2 separate regions of the Mus musculus genome follow, and region 2 is linked to region 1. Evidence: chromatin contacts called from public Hi-C data. All regions are on one chromosome and are shown on one strand. The core of a region is the stretch at or near the end of the contact, and the rest is flanking DNA. Distances in the headings are between cores, read along the strand shown. Region 1 has its middle 31 kb from the start of Gm40445. Region 2 overlaps Plekhg3 (pleckstrin homology domain containing, family G (with RhoGef domain) member 3).

What was found. A called contact is a pair of places that touch in the nucleus more often than the background predicts.
Region 2: a Hi-C map of pancreatic cancer cells shows a contact between it and region 1, with 3 times the contacts expected there. The contact joins two enhancer-like sites. A contact is called at or near these places in 4 of 15 datasets of contacts at CTCF or cohesin (CD8 T cells, the G1E-ER4 cell line, the NIH/3T3 cell line and 1 more), 23 of 484 Hi-C or Micro-C datasets (CD8 T cells, ECoMG myeloid progenitors, the G1E-ER4 cell line and 14 more), 7 of 115 datasets of contacts at active chromatin or transcription factors (cardiomyocytes, embryonic fibroblasts, embryonic stem cells and 1 more) and 3 of 9 other capture datasets (adipose tissue, liver and pancreatic islet).

Annotation. Positions count from the first base shown.
Region 1 is chr12:76,489,196-76,495,946 of GRCm38.p6, reverse strand. No RefSeq gene overlaps it. Among named protein-coding and RNA genes, the nearest start is that of Gm40445, 31 kb to the left of the region's middle. Within about 2 kb of position 2,401, at least 28 of the 459 cell types and tissues checked have an H3K27ac peak or open chromatin away from gene starts, as enhancers often do. A contact at or near this core is called in pancreatic cancer cells, where this site is marked.
Region 2 is chr12:76,559,977-76,566,727 of GRCm38.p6, reverse strand. Plekhg3 (pleckstrin homology domain containing, family G (with RhoGef domain) member 3) reads right to left here. Exons shown (of 19, transcript NM_153804.4): 2 at 6,210-6,599; 3 at 4,425-4,522; 4 at 2,904-2,973; 5 at 2,585-2,631; 6 at 2,321-2,471; 7 at 2,095-2,226; 8 at 1,748-1,930; 9 at 1,477-1,569; 10 at 1,150-1,236; 11 at 911-944; 12 at 462-560. The coding sequence starts at 6,560. Among named protein-coding and RNA genes, the nearest start is that of AI463170, 15 kb to the right of the region's middle. Within about 2 kb of position 3,392, at least 24 of the 459 cell types and tissues checked have an H3K27ac peak or open chromatin away from gene starts, as enhancers often do. A contact at or near this core is called in pancreatic cancer cells, where this site is marked.

The DNA.
Region 1 (6,751 bases), core at 1,152-3,651:
GTGTAGGTGCTGGGAAATGAGTCCTAGTTCTCTGCAAGAACAACAGGTTCTCTCAACCCCGGGAGCTATCTCTCCATCTCTCCAGGCTCTCTGATCCCCAGCACCTTTATACCAGGGCAAGCCTGGGGAACAAACACACATCATTCATGCATCCTACAAAAGCTACCAGAACACCTCTCATCTACACGGTTACTATAGCCTGTGGTGCACTTAACAGAGCTGGGTCTGCGGTCCTTGCTCCAAAGAGGATGGGCCAGTTAGATTATCTCTTTTGAGATACTTGGCTTGCTGATTGAAAAAAGAACCCATTTGCACAATGCCCTGGCAGTCCGGATGCCACCTTGTGCTTGTCGGCTTGATTTCACTTGTTCTGTTGGACCTCAGTTTCCTTGGCTGTAACAGCAGACTGTAGCTCACTAACCTCCTTCCTGCTCTCTGTCTGCAAAGCTTTAACCCCTTCCCTCCCTCCAAGATGGCTGAGGGAAACTTGTCTATGTGCCCTGCCTAGGATGTTGGTCTCCATACCTGTGCAGAGTTATCTCCCCACAAACAGTTCCTGAAAAGCCCAACAGCTGCTGGAACCTGTGCCCTCCCGGTCCCCTAGGCTCTGGGCTCTGGGTATCTCTGTTGCTGGCATTCCCAGCCATGCTGTAGGTCCTTTCTTTTTGCTGCTATCTAGGTTGTAATGTGGATTTTCATTTCACGAGGGAATCCTGGGGGAAAGTACAGTTGACTGAAAAAGGAAAATGTCTAGAAATCCAGAAATCTTGAGATCTGAAATCCATCAGGCCAGGCTTTAAACCCTGGCTCTGTGACTTAATAAGCGTGTGATTTGGAACAAGTTGCCCATGCTGGGCTTGGTTTCTTCATCTACAGAAGGGGCATAAGAAAAATGTCTACATGCTGTGGGAAAGAGGACACCCACATTGTGCCTGCAGACAAGGCGGGTGGTTTGCTTTTTCTCCCCAGACCTCTGGGTTTTTGTAATAACCAGAGGATGTGGGCACACTCCCAAGCATCCTTTCTGCTTGGAATCCCAAATGTGTATTTGTAGATCCTAAGCATCTCTTACCCCCAGCAATTGGGAGACTGCTGCAGGGGAAGACAGGGGAGTCTGAGGTCATCCTGGGTTACATAACGAGAACCTCTCTCAAATCATCACTCACACTCACACTCATTCACACACTCACACACACACACATAAACACAAACACACACATACAAGCACTCATACAGACACACACATATAAACACACACAAGCACCCACATAGACACATGCAAGCACTCACACAGATAACACATAAACACACAAACACTCGCACACATACATACACACAAGCATTCACACAGACACATATACAAACATACTCACATACACACACACAAAGACAACACACTTATAAAATTTTTACATACAAACGCTCACACACAAGCACTCAGATACAAACACACAAATACACACACACTCATATGGACACATAAACAAATATACACTGATACACACACACACACACACAAAGACATACACACACACACACACACACACACACACACAGATTCACGTGGACACCAGAGGACAATTTTTCCTTCCACCGTGTGGGTTTAAGGGTGGAACTCAGTCTTGGAGGCAGGTGCCTTTATTCCCTGAACCACCTTGAAGGACCCTGTCCGGATTTTCTCATTATTTCTCTGCTTCTCATAAAGGGTCCATGCCAAAGATCTCTCCTTTCCAACTTTCCTCAGAACAGAAACATCCAAATAGACAAGCCCTACAAATGTCCTTTCTTTGACCAACAGAACAAGGTCCTCTGAATATGTCCACATGAGAGCATCTGACCCCGGTTCTTACATCCATGCTTCTAGGCCTGGAACTGTAAACTGTACCCAGCCATTCTGTTGGATGCACTTAGTTGCTTTAGAGCAAAGATGAACCAGCATGTTTCCTTTCACCTCTTAGGTAAATATGTGTCCATGTGTTGCCAACAAAGTAAATGACAATTTCAACTGGGTCTTTTGATGCTTCTCTCTCTCTCTCTCTCTCTCTCTCTCTCTCTCTCTCACACACACACACACACACACACACACACACACACGTGCTCACACACTCACTTGCCTGTTGATTAAAATGACGCATTTGGCCTGAAGTCAAGTAAAGGCTTTTTGTTAGTCTGAAGTCATTTTCAGGAGTGGGGGAGGCCATTTCCACTTCTGACTTCCTCTCCAAAGGTTAATAAAAGTGTCAGTGATGGATCAAATCCAGGGGATGCTGGCAGCCCTTACAGCATCACCGGTAAAGCACAGCCACGCCCTTTTCTCACACCAGGTGCCAACACTGCAACCTTCAGAGGAAAACTTTTCTCATGAACCAGAGCTAGCAGGAAAATCCAGAACGGCTGGGAGTGGATCCAGAGCCCTGATTTGCTCTCTTCTCCAGAGATGAGTCACTGACTCACCCAGCATATACAAACATAAGGCAGTGCCTTTTCTTTCTCTCCTTAACTAGGAGACAATTCATATAACATAAATTCATCATTTTAATGTTTGGGGTTTTTTTGTTTTGTTTTGTTTTTTTGTTTATTTTCGAGACAGGGTTTCTCTATGTAGCCCTGGCTGTCCTGGAACTCACTTTGTAGACCAGGCTGGCCTCGAACTCAGAAATCCACTTGCCTCTGCCTCCCAAGTGCTGGGATTAAAGGCATGCACCACCACTGCCTGGCCATCTTTTTAATGTTTACAAGTCAGTGTTTTGAATATGCTGATCTGTGTGCCATACCACCACACTCACATTCTTTCTTTATTATTATTATTATTATTTTGGTTTTATGTTTTTATTCTTCTGTAACTTGAGGCCCTCATACATAGCAAGCAGTCTGGAAGCTAGTGTCCATATACATTCAAAGATTTAAGTTAGTGTTTAGGATTTTACTATTATTACACATATCACTCAACGTAGAGATTATAACTTCTTCTGAATAAATTTCCTAGCCGGGCATGGTGGTGCACACCTTTAATCTCAGCACTCCAGAGGCAGAGGCAGGTGAATTTCTGAGTTTGAGGCCAGCCTGGTCTACAAAGTGAGTTCTAGGACAGCCAGGGCTATACAGAGAAACTCTGTCTCGAAAAAACAAAAACAACAACAACAAAAAATTCCTACAAAATTAAATCCAACATATAAAGTTCCATTTCTACTTTCTAGGAAAATCCAAAGTGTCTTTCAAAAAAGGAAAAAAAAACCTTTTGTCCAATGGCATAATAATATCATATGGTAATGATAACAAACCTTTATACATCAAAAATATGGTGATTTCTTGGGAAATGCTGAATATTAAAATAAAAATAAAGCTGAAAATGCCAGTAACTGTGACAGTAGGAGGTTGCCTTATCTTGTCCAGCATTGTCTTGCAGCTTCAGGTCCTGCCATTGGTGGAGAATCTCTCAGGGAGCTTCTGTTTGGAGGTGGCTTTGGTTTGGCATCTTACTAAGAATAGTTGCCATCACTTTTCTCTCATCAAAATTCTTCCACTGCTCATACAGTTTTAAAATAACCCTGACTATTTCCAAAGTCTTCTCCATATCCACAGAAAGCTCGGTCACAGGTCACACTCACATTCTTTTTTTTTTTTTTTTTAAAGAGCAAGGACACTGGGCCCGAGCCTTATGACATCTTTTTTTTTTATAGATTTATTTATTAATATATGTAAGTACACTGTAGCTGTCTTCAGACACTCCAGAAGAGGGAGTCAGATCTTGTTGCGGATGGTTGTGAGCCACCATGTGGTTGCTGGGATTTGAACTCTGGACCTTTGGAAGAGCAGTTGGGTGCTCTTACCCACTGAGCCATCTCACCAGCCCCCACACTCACATTCTTAAACCCTTCCATCATCATAGAGGCCAGTACCCACCAGCAGTCGCTCCTGTCTCTCCCTGGTGCCTTCCTCCTCCAGTCTCTGGCAACCAGTACTGTACTTTCTGTTATCGTGTTGGTGTTTGGGAAACTATGAAAATGCAATCAGAAAATATGTGCTCTTTTATACCTGGCTTATTTTATTTAGCATAGTGTTTCAAAAGTTTGTTTGTGTTTGTGATCTCTGACAGCACCATCTTATTTCTTATTTCCCAAAAATCTCCCGCTGTACACAGACACAGCACATTTTATTGATCCATTTATCAGATGATGGATGACATTTGGGCTGTTTCTACTTATTAGCTCTTATGGATTCTGCTGAGATGAATATGCATACACGAGTGTTTGAGTGGATGTGGTTCTGATTCTCTTGGACATTGTCTTAGTCACTGTTCTGTTGCTGTGAAGAGACACCATGACCAAGGCAACACTTATAAAAGAAAACATCTAACTGGGGACTTCCTTACAGTTTTAGAGGGTTGGTCCGTGATCATCATGGGGAGAAGCAGACAAGCATGGAGTAGCTGAGAACTTTACATCCTATCTACAGGGAATAAACAGAAAAAAAGAGACCGAGCCTGACATGGACTTTTGAAACTTCAAAGCTCACCCTGAATGAGACACTTCCTCAAACAAGGCCACACCTCCTAATCCTTTCCAAACAGTTCCACCCACTGGGCACCCAACATTGAAATATATGAACCTACAGGGGCTGCTCTCATTCAAACCAACACAGACATACACTGTGAGAAGAACTTCTGGGCCACATGGTATTTCAATAGCAACTGAGACCCTGTCAGGCTGTTTTCATCTCTGCCCCTGCTGCTGTGCTAGGAGTCTATAGTAAAACAGTGGGCCAGACAGGCCTGGTCACTACCTGCTAGATTCTGCAACTCAGCATGGGGCTGGGGTGGAGGGAGCATAAAACAGACAACTGCAGAGGTAGGTGTTAGCACACTTGCAGAAATGCAGGGATGGGGAAGTGTAGCCTGCATTGAGACTGCCCTGTAAGAGGACCTATCTGAGGGCATGGTGATGTCCTAGTTTGCTTCCTATTCCTGTGATAAAGATCATGAAGAAAAGGAACTTGGGGAGAGAGGTTTACGTCATCTCACAGCTTATAGTCCACTGGGAGGGAAGTCAGGGCAGGCACTCAAGGCAGGAACCCAGAGACAGGAACTGAAGCAGAGGCCCCAGAGTACCACTGCTCAGTGGTCTGCTCTGCATGCTTTATTATACAACCCAGGACCTCGGCCCAGAATTAATACTGCCCATGTCAATCACTAATCAAGAAGTGCCCCACCCCACCCCGTCCCCAGGCTTGCCTCCCACCAATCTGAAAGAAGCGTATTTTCGGTTGAGGTTTCCTCTTCACGGATGACTCTCGAGCACAGACAGGATAAATGCAAAGGCCCTCTGGAAACGTCAGCCCCAAGGCTAGATGCCACAACAAACAAAACCACTCCCAATCAACCGACTTGGAGGAATTGTGATTTGGTGGTTTTCAAAAAGTCCCCATCATTTGAGGGCATAGAAACTCTACCCAGGGGCTCTGGGTAATCTTTGAAGTGATTTATGGAAATATTTAGAAATGGAAACGCAAGTTAGAAAACCAGGCATAAAGCATGAAAATGATTATTCTGTTTTATTTGGACTGCTTGGGATTGATCCCGGGACCCTATGAAGGCTAAGCACATGCTATACTCTCTCACTGAGGTGTCACTGAAGAGCCTCTCATGCAGACTTGCTCTCTGTGAAGAACCCCAAGCCACACACCTCTTTCAGGTCAAAGAGAACTGATTCCCTTCCTGGCCCACCCACCTGCAGTCCGAGGCCTGTACAGCTATAGTTCCTTTCAGCTGTTCCCAGCCCTCAAACTAAACTCACCTCCCATCATTTAAGGCCGCGATGAGTTGTTCCAGCAGTCACAGGGTAGACAGAGGGTAGAAGATAGCTCTGAAAATGTTAGCTATCTTCCAGGAACATGAAACATTGATTTGGCCTTAGAAAGTTAAAATTGCCATTTTCTTTGTCTTTTCAAGACATGGTCTCGCTATGTAGCTCTGGCTGTCCTATGTAGACCTGACTAGCCTCAAACTCACAGAGATCCACCTGCCCCTGCCTCCTGAGTGCTAGAATGAAAGACATGCACCATTATACCCGACAGGGTGAGTTTACTTATTTTTTTTTAAATTTTTTAATTAGGTATTTTCTTCATTTACATTTCAAATGCTATCCCAAAAGTCCCCCAGACTCTCCCCCCAGAGTTTACTTATTTTTTAAATAAATTATTTATTTTATGTAGGTGAGTAAAGTGTAGCTGTTCAGATGGTTGTAAGCCTCCATGTGGTTGTGGGAATTGAATTTCTAGGACCTCTGCTCGCTCAGGCCCAAAGACTTATTTATTATTATACATAAGTACACGGTAGCTGACTTCAGACCAGAAGAGGGCGTCAGATCTCATTACAGATGGTTGTGAGCCACCATGTGGTTGCTGGGATTTGAACTCAGGACCTTCTGAAGACCAGTCAGTGCTCTTACCCACTGAGCCATCTCACCAGCCCCTACCTATTATTACTATTACACTTAAAGTTTCTAATTTAAAGTTGGTCTTAAGAGGGGCCAACCACCATGGAACCATGGCCAGAGAGGGACTAATATTTGAACTCTTGTTCCTTTCCCCAAGCTTCGCCCTTGGTGTGAGAAATGACCAACAAACTGAGGGACCCATCATATAGATGATAGCGGGTGTTGAACAGGATCTTTGATCGATTGCTCCTGGCTGATGTAAGATTCCCCGGGCTGAAGGTTAGGAGTTCCTCCGAGGTTTCCGGGTCACAGGTTAG
Region 2 (6,751 bases), core at 2,143-4,642, 70 kb before region 1:
ATGGAAGAAAACCCAGGAAAGGAAAATAGCATGACCCAAAATAAATATTTCCTGTCTGGATTTGGTGCCACTCGGTCTAAGCGTTTTTCCGCCCACCCAGCCTCTGCTGTCACTCGAGACCTGAACGGAGAAACTATCCCATGATTTCCAAGTGCTACTCTGGCTGAGCAGCAACGCAAGGAGGTTTAGATGGCTAAGAAGAGACGCCAAATCCTGAATAACAAACATCCCCAGGCCCTTGAGCAGGTGGACAGCCCTGGTGAGCAGAAGGCACAGGAGGTGGTTGTTGGAGGGAAACCCAGGCATAAAGAGAAAACGGTCCACAGACATCCACCAACCCACCCTGCTGTCCTCCCCAGCCTTTTGAAGAGACCAGCGCCCCACTATGTCGCTGCAGATGATCCCAGCCTGGGCCAAGGATCCTAGAAAGAAGGTTCTTGTCCACACAGCCCTTCCCTCACCAGACTGCCGACGTCCTTGGCGCACGTGGCTAGACACCTCATCCTGGGAGGACCAGGCCTTTTTCATCCGCTCTGGGCTGCAGCGATACCGACTGGGATCTGTAGCCAGGAGAGAAATAATTAGGTCTCTGATTCCCCAACGGCCTAATAGAAGCTGCCCATACCGGATGGCATATTCTTCACCCACACCGGCTCCTGATGGTGCTAGATGCCTCTTTGGAGGTCCCCCATCTTCCATCTTCTTACAACTGGTTGCTTCAAGCACTGAGAAGCCCAGTCATTCAGTTGGACCATGTCAGTAATTACACAACTGATCCCAGCCCTTGGCAGCAAGGGCCCCCATCTTTCTTGCTCCTAGGCAAACATATTAGATAGGATTTGCCCAAGATATGGCCTGACTTAACCATGTACGCAATTAGGGATGAAACAGGCAGAAAAGGGTAACTTACAATAGGAGTCCATTTCCAAGATGGCTTCCTTGGCCTAGAAGGAAAAGAAACCCATATAGTAATTACCTGACTACACCTTGCCTGTCCAGAGGACACCCACAGTTTCATGCCATGGCTTGTATATCTGCGGTGCACAACACCCAGTGTGCACTGGAGCCAGGAAGAAAGGCTCCAGCAGATTCTCGGGAGCTGGGTCACGCTTTCCCTGAAGCCCATCTGAGAGTGCCCTAGGAGCCAACCTTCTGGGGTATGGTGGCATGGTGGTTCTCCAAGATGAGCCTCTTGATGTGGTGAGTCCAGCTCCGTTTCTCCTCCACGGTCTTGGCCTAGGAGGGCCCAAGGGGAAAGAACTGGGTTTATTATTTCAGGTCAGAACTGCCCAGCACACAGTACTTTCTACCAAGGGACAGAAAGAGTGGGAGGACTAGGATTTCTGTCTATACCTCGGATAATCTCACTTTACAGATGGAGACATTAGGGCATGAGGCAGCCAGGGAACAAGGCAGTCACATGCAAGTGTGCTTGAACGTCTGGGTCCCCAGCCCCTCACCTAAGCCACTCCTCACCTGGATACTGTATTGTTGTTTGCTGTGCTTATAGTGGGTGACAGTGAAGCAGAGAGAGTCTCTGGTGCTTTCGATCAGCATCAGTGAGGAGCACTGTGGGGAGGAGGGGGGCAGAGAACAAGATAATTAAGCAGGAGAGAGGGGGACCCCAACCTTGAGACAAGTCTCAGAAGATGGCAGCAGAGCCCATTGAAGCCAGAAGGAAGCTGGAGCCAGGGTCCATAGGAAAGAAGAGAAGACAGCAAGAGAGAGAGAGAGACAGCATAGTTACCGGAATGTGGCCCTTGTAGACAAAGTGGTCGCCTCGCTTCTTGGTAATGAGCAGTATCTTGTCAAAGAGGAAGAAAGTTCTGTCATTGCGCACGCGGTGCACACGAAAGGTGGCTTCCAGGACCAGCTCCCCGTAAGTGGTCAGGTCCGGTCCCTTCCAGTTAATGAGCAGTGACTGGATCTCCTGCAGTAGAGACCCCGACACCCCGAGTCAGGCCTCACTGTTCCCAGGAAGCTCACACAGACGCCACCCCAAAGGCTTCCTCAGATACCACGCCCCGACTCAGCCGAGCACAGCGCAATCAATACTCCTGCTTTCAAGCCTCGTCTCCTCCCAGCCCAGAGCACCTGTAGCCGAACTGCGTGCTCATGCCTCCTCTTCATGTCGTTGATGTACCAGGCCACGCACGTCATGGTGTCGATGGCATCCTCCACCACCTCGAAGCCATCCTCTTCCTCATCAAAATGTTTGGCAATTTCCTAGACAATGACAGCTGTCTGAGCGAGACCGACTCCGAGGCTCTACCCCGCACCCCGGCACATGCCTGCTATCTGGGGGGAAGGCCTGAGCTACCTGGAGCAGCAGGTGGTACTTCAGGACGCGCTGGACCGGCTTCAGCAGGTAGGAGCCCAGAGGCAGGGAGTGCTGCAGCAGCTCCTGCCGATCTCTGAAGAACTTAGCTTGTTGCTTGTCTTGCATGCACTCTGTGAGGGCTGCCACTGAGCTGGGAGGGGTGGGAATGGGTGTTATCATCTGGGGAAAGTCTGGTGGGGGGTGGGCAGGAACCCCATACTCATCAAATGGCCCGGCTGTCCCTCTCTACCCAAAATTACTCACTTGGGGTAGTTGTTGCAATACTGAGTGTATATATCAAACTCTTGGCTCTAAGGAAAGACAAAAAAAAAAAGAAAGGGAAAGGATTACAGGGAGCTTCTCAGAGGACTAGACATGGGGGCGGGGAGGTGGGGTTGGGTTAGTACTGGTTCCCAACTCCTAGGAATAGTCTTCTCATTCCTGAGAGCCTGCAGAGCCATGTTGGCATCCCACCCACCTACCAGCCTTAGACAGGGATGCCCAGTGCTTAAGTGTCCTCTTATATTGGGGCTCTCCAATCCCAGAAGCACAGGACAAGGAGAGGGGACCCAGTCACTCTTACCCTTTCCACGAAGCAGCTGGCCACTGCCACAGGGTCACTATTGCAGCTGTCCAGGTCTCTGAGAAGCTGGCTGTGGGAGGGGACAGAGACCATGAGATCCCCTCCTCTGTAGCTACATACCCGCTGCCCACCTCCTCAGACACAGAACACAGCTATCCTTGATGTCATGCTGTGAGTCACGGCTTCTGCCCTGAGTAAACCCTGCCCCCGGGAATACCACAGAAAGTATTCAGAACACCACACACACCCGGAGACCCACATGCTCAGCAAGCAACGGAGGAAGAGGGCCACACCAGTACCCACCTTAGGAGAGGGCACAGCTCCTCTGTAGGCAGGAGTCAAACACACAAAAGAAGAGATTAAAGGAGAGAAGAAAAAAAAGAGAGAGAGAGGGGAAACTAGCAAAGACCGCTCCCAGATAGGAGAGTGCAGGGGGAAGAGAGACAGGAGGAGACTCAGCACTCTGAGCTCGGGTGGGGGCGCTTGAGAGACACTGGAGACAGCAAGCCTCTCCTGTCCATGCGCTTCCCTCTTTCCTGCTCTGTGCCTTCCTAGGTCTTGTGTGTGTAGCCCACACTCTTAACTACACACTACCCAGACTCCTCCAGCTGCAAAGAACCGGAGGAAGAGTCTTGCCGGGTCAACTGCTGCTCTCTAAACTGTTTTTCTTGACAGTACCCTTGTCTGAGAGTCTGTGGTCCCAGAACAGCAGACTGACTCTTCAGGGGCTTATCAAGCCATTTTTGCCTGGCCATTTTTGCCTGGCCTGTGTGATAGCCTAATCCAGTGGTTCTCAACCTTCCTAATGCTGCAACCCTTTAAATACACTGTCTCATGTTGTGGTGACCCCAACCCCAACTCTAAAAATTTTTAAAGCTTTCTTCTTTTTCTTTTAATATTTCTTTATTTTATGTATATGAGTACACTGTAGCTGTCTTCAGACACACCAGGAGAGGGCATGGGATCCCATGACAGATGGTTGTGAGCCACCATATGGTTGCTGGGAATTGAACTCAGGACCTGTGGAAGAGCAGTCAGTGCTCTTAACCTCTGAGCCATCTCTCCAGCTCTCTAAAACTTTTTCACTGCTACTTCATAACTGCAGTTCTGCTGGTGTTATGAACTATAATGTGAATGTATTTGGAGGCAAAGGTTCACGAAAGTGGTCACCACCCACAAGCTGAGAACCCACTGTAACAGGCCAGACCTTCAGAGAGTCTTTAGTTCCCTTGGAATCCGTGGGAAAGAAGAGAAATAAACTGTAAGATGTGCAAGATGATATAGAAAAAAAAAAGAGGCACCCACAGGAAGCACACAAGTATGCAAGGCCTAACACCATTCCTGCAAGCATGTGACCTAGAAAGGCCAGCTGGCACCCTCTCCCAGCCTAGCACCAAGATCTTGTGCAAGGGTAGACTTCAACTCCCCATGGCCACAGTCAGGCCTATGTGTCACAGCCCGTGTGTCCAGACATCCAGGGGTTCTCCCCAGGCCCCCAGACAACACAGGCCTAGCACATACCTGTTCAGTGCATATATGCTCTCTATGTTCCCAAAGAGGGCGCTGACTTGCTCTGGCTTCAGGAGTCCTGGAGTGTCAATGATCTTCAAGAGGTAGTCCTGCACGGGAGAGAGGTGTGAACACCCTGCACCCCTTGGCTTGATCACCTAACCCCCCAAATCACACCTCACTCTGCGATGACGCAATCTTTGCGGGCAGCGCCACTGTCCTGAGCGACAGGTATTGACTCAGAAACAGACATCCACTTGGCACCTTGGAATGTAACCTTATTTGGAGACAGGGTCTTTGTCATTAAACTGCTCAAGATGACATCATTTAATATTTAAGGAGGCTCTAAGTCTAATTGCTGGTGTTCTCCACAGCGAAAAGGGCACAGCCAGAAAGCAGGTGATGGGAGGAAACCAGGTCAACGCAGCCACAGGACACTTGAGAAAATTAATCATGACTGTCTGTAATCCCAGTACTTGGGAGGCAGAGCCATGAGAACTGCCTTGAGTTAAGGGCCCTCCAGAGCTACACAGCAAAATCCTATCTTGGGGGGGGGGGGGGGCTGGCGAGATGGCTCAGCGCAAGAGCACTGATTACTCTTCAGAAGGTCCTGGGTTCAAATCCCAGCAACCACATGGTGGCTCACAACCACCCGTAATGAGATCTGACGCCCTCTTCTGATGCATCTGAAGACTGCTACAGTGTACTTACATATAATAAATGAATAAATCTTTAAAAAATAAATACAATCAAGCCAAGAGGCTGGTGAGATGTCCCATCAGGTAAAGATGCTTGCCTAGTGACCTGAATCGATCCTCAGAACTACTTAAAGATGGAACATCTTCACTTCATACACATGCTCAAACATACACACATGCATATGTGTTCAAGTAAACATGTTCTCTTTTTTTGTTGTTTTTTGAGATGGGTTTTTTTCTCCATTTGCAGACCAGGCTGACCTTAAATTCACAGAGATCTGCCTGCCTCTGCCTCCAGAATGCGGGGATCAGCGTGCATGCCCCCACCATACCCAGATCTCATTTTAGATTTATTTATCCATGTATTTTACATATACGAGTGCTTTGTCTTCAGACACACCAGAAGAGGGCATTAGATCCCATTATGGATGGTTGTGAGCCACCACATGGCTGCTGGGAATTGAACTCAGGACCTCTGGAAGAGCAGCCAAGCGCTCTTAACCGCTGAGCCATGTCTCCAGCCCCACACTTTCTTAATCAAAACAAACAGTCTGAAAGAGAATTCATTTGTGGTGCTTTAAGTCAACAGGTTTTGTGCATAGCCCTAATAGACTCACACACCTGCCTCCTCACCAGGCACATGTCACCTTTCCCCCGAATGCCCTACCGCATGAAACATTCTTCTACTGCCATGCCTAATCTTTTTCAGGCAAAGAGCCCGAGGCTCCAGACATTGTGCCCATGCTCAAGGTTCCACAGCCATGAAATAGCAGAGTGGGGAACCTGGATGAACCTACCCAGGTTTAATCCCTACAGAGCTCTTAGGGGTCCTCCTTGTCAGGCTAAAGCCCCTCCCTGTGCTATCACAGTGCCCACTCCCCAAGCAACTACAGGAAATTCTACAACCCTACTAATGTGGCTTGGTATCATAAGGAAGTGTGAGAAGCCAAGAGTCCCCACTAGGCAGGTCCCCAAAGCTTCCTCATGGCCTTATGAGAAACAAATTTAGAAAAACAGGTTGTACTAAAGAGCTGGGCCACTGGAGGCCAGCATCCTAAGGCCTCTTAGCTAGCCAGCCCCTCCCAGACTCAGCACTCACCTCCACAATGCTCCGTAGGTCCTGCACATACATGCGCTCTGTTTCCACGATCTCTCTCACCACCCGGCCCAGATAGCTGAGCTTGTGGTAGGCAGGACTTGTCCCTGCACGGCCGTTGAATGGGGAGAGAGGTCCCTTCATGTTCAGCCAGCCACTGGAGTTGTTGTTGCTGTTGGGAACATGCCGGTCCCAAGGGGAGCCTGTCCCATTCTGGGCTGAAGCCTCCGAGCCAGTGGGCTCCTCCATGGCACTGTGACTGTCACGGGAGGAGCCAGATGAAGAAGTGGTGGACACTAGGCTTCGTGGCCGCTCCTGGCTGCCATCTTGGTGGAGGGCAGTGGAGACGGGCATCCTGGCATCGCTGCCTGGGGCTGTCACCTCGGGGAGATTCTGGAGCAAAACAGACAGATGGAGGGTCAAGCTCTAGTACCTGCAGAATCAGAAAGCGGAAGGGAGGTTGCCAGAGACAGGGAGGTGCGGAATGGGAAGTCACTATGAGTGGGTCCAAAGTTCACTGTGTAAGAAGATGAAAACGGTTTCAG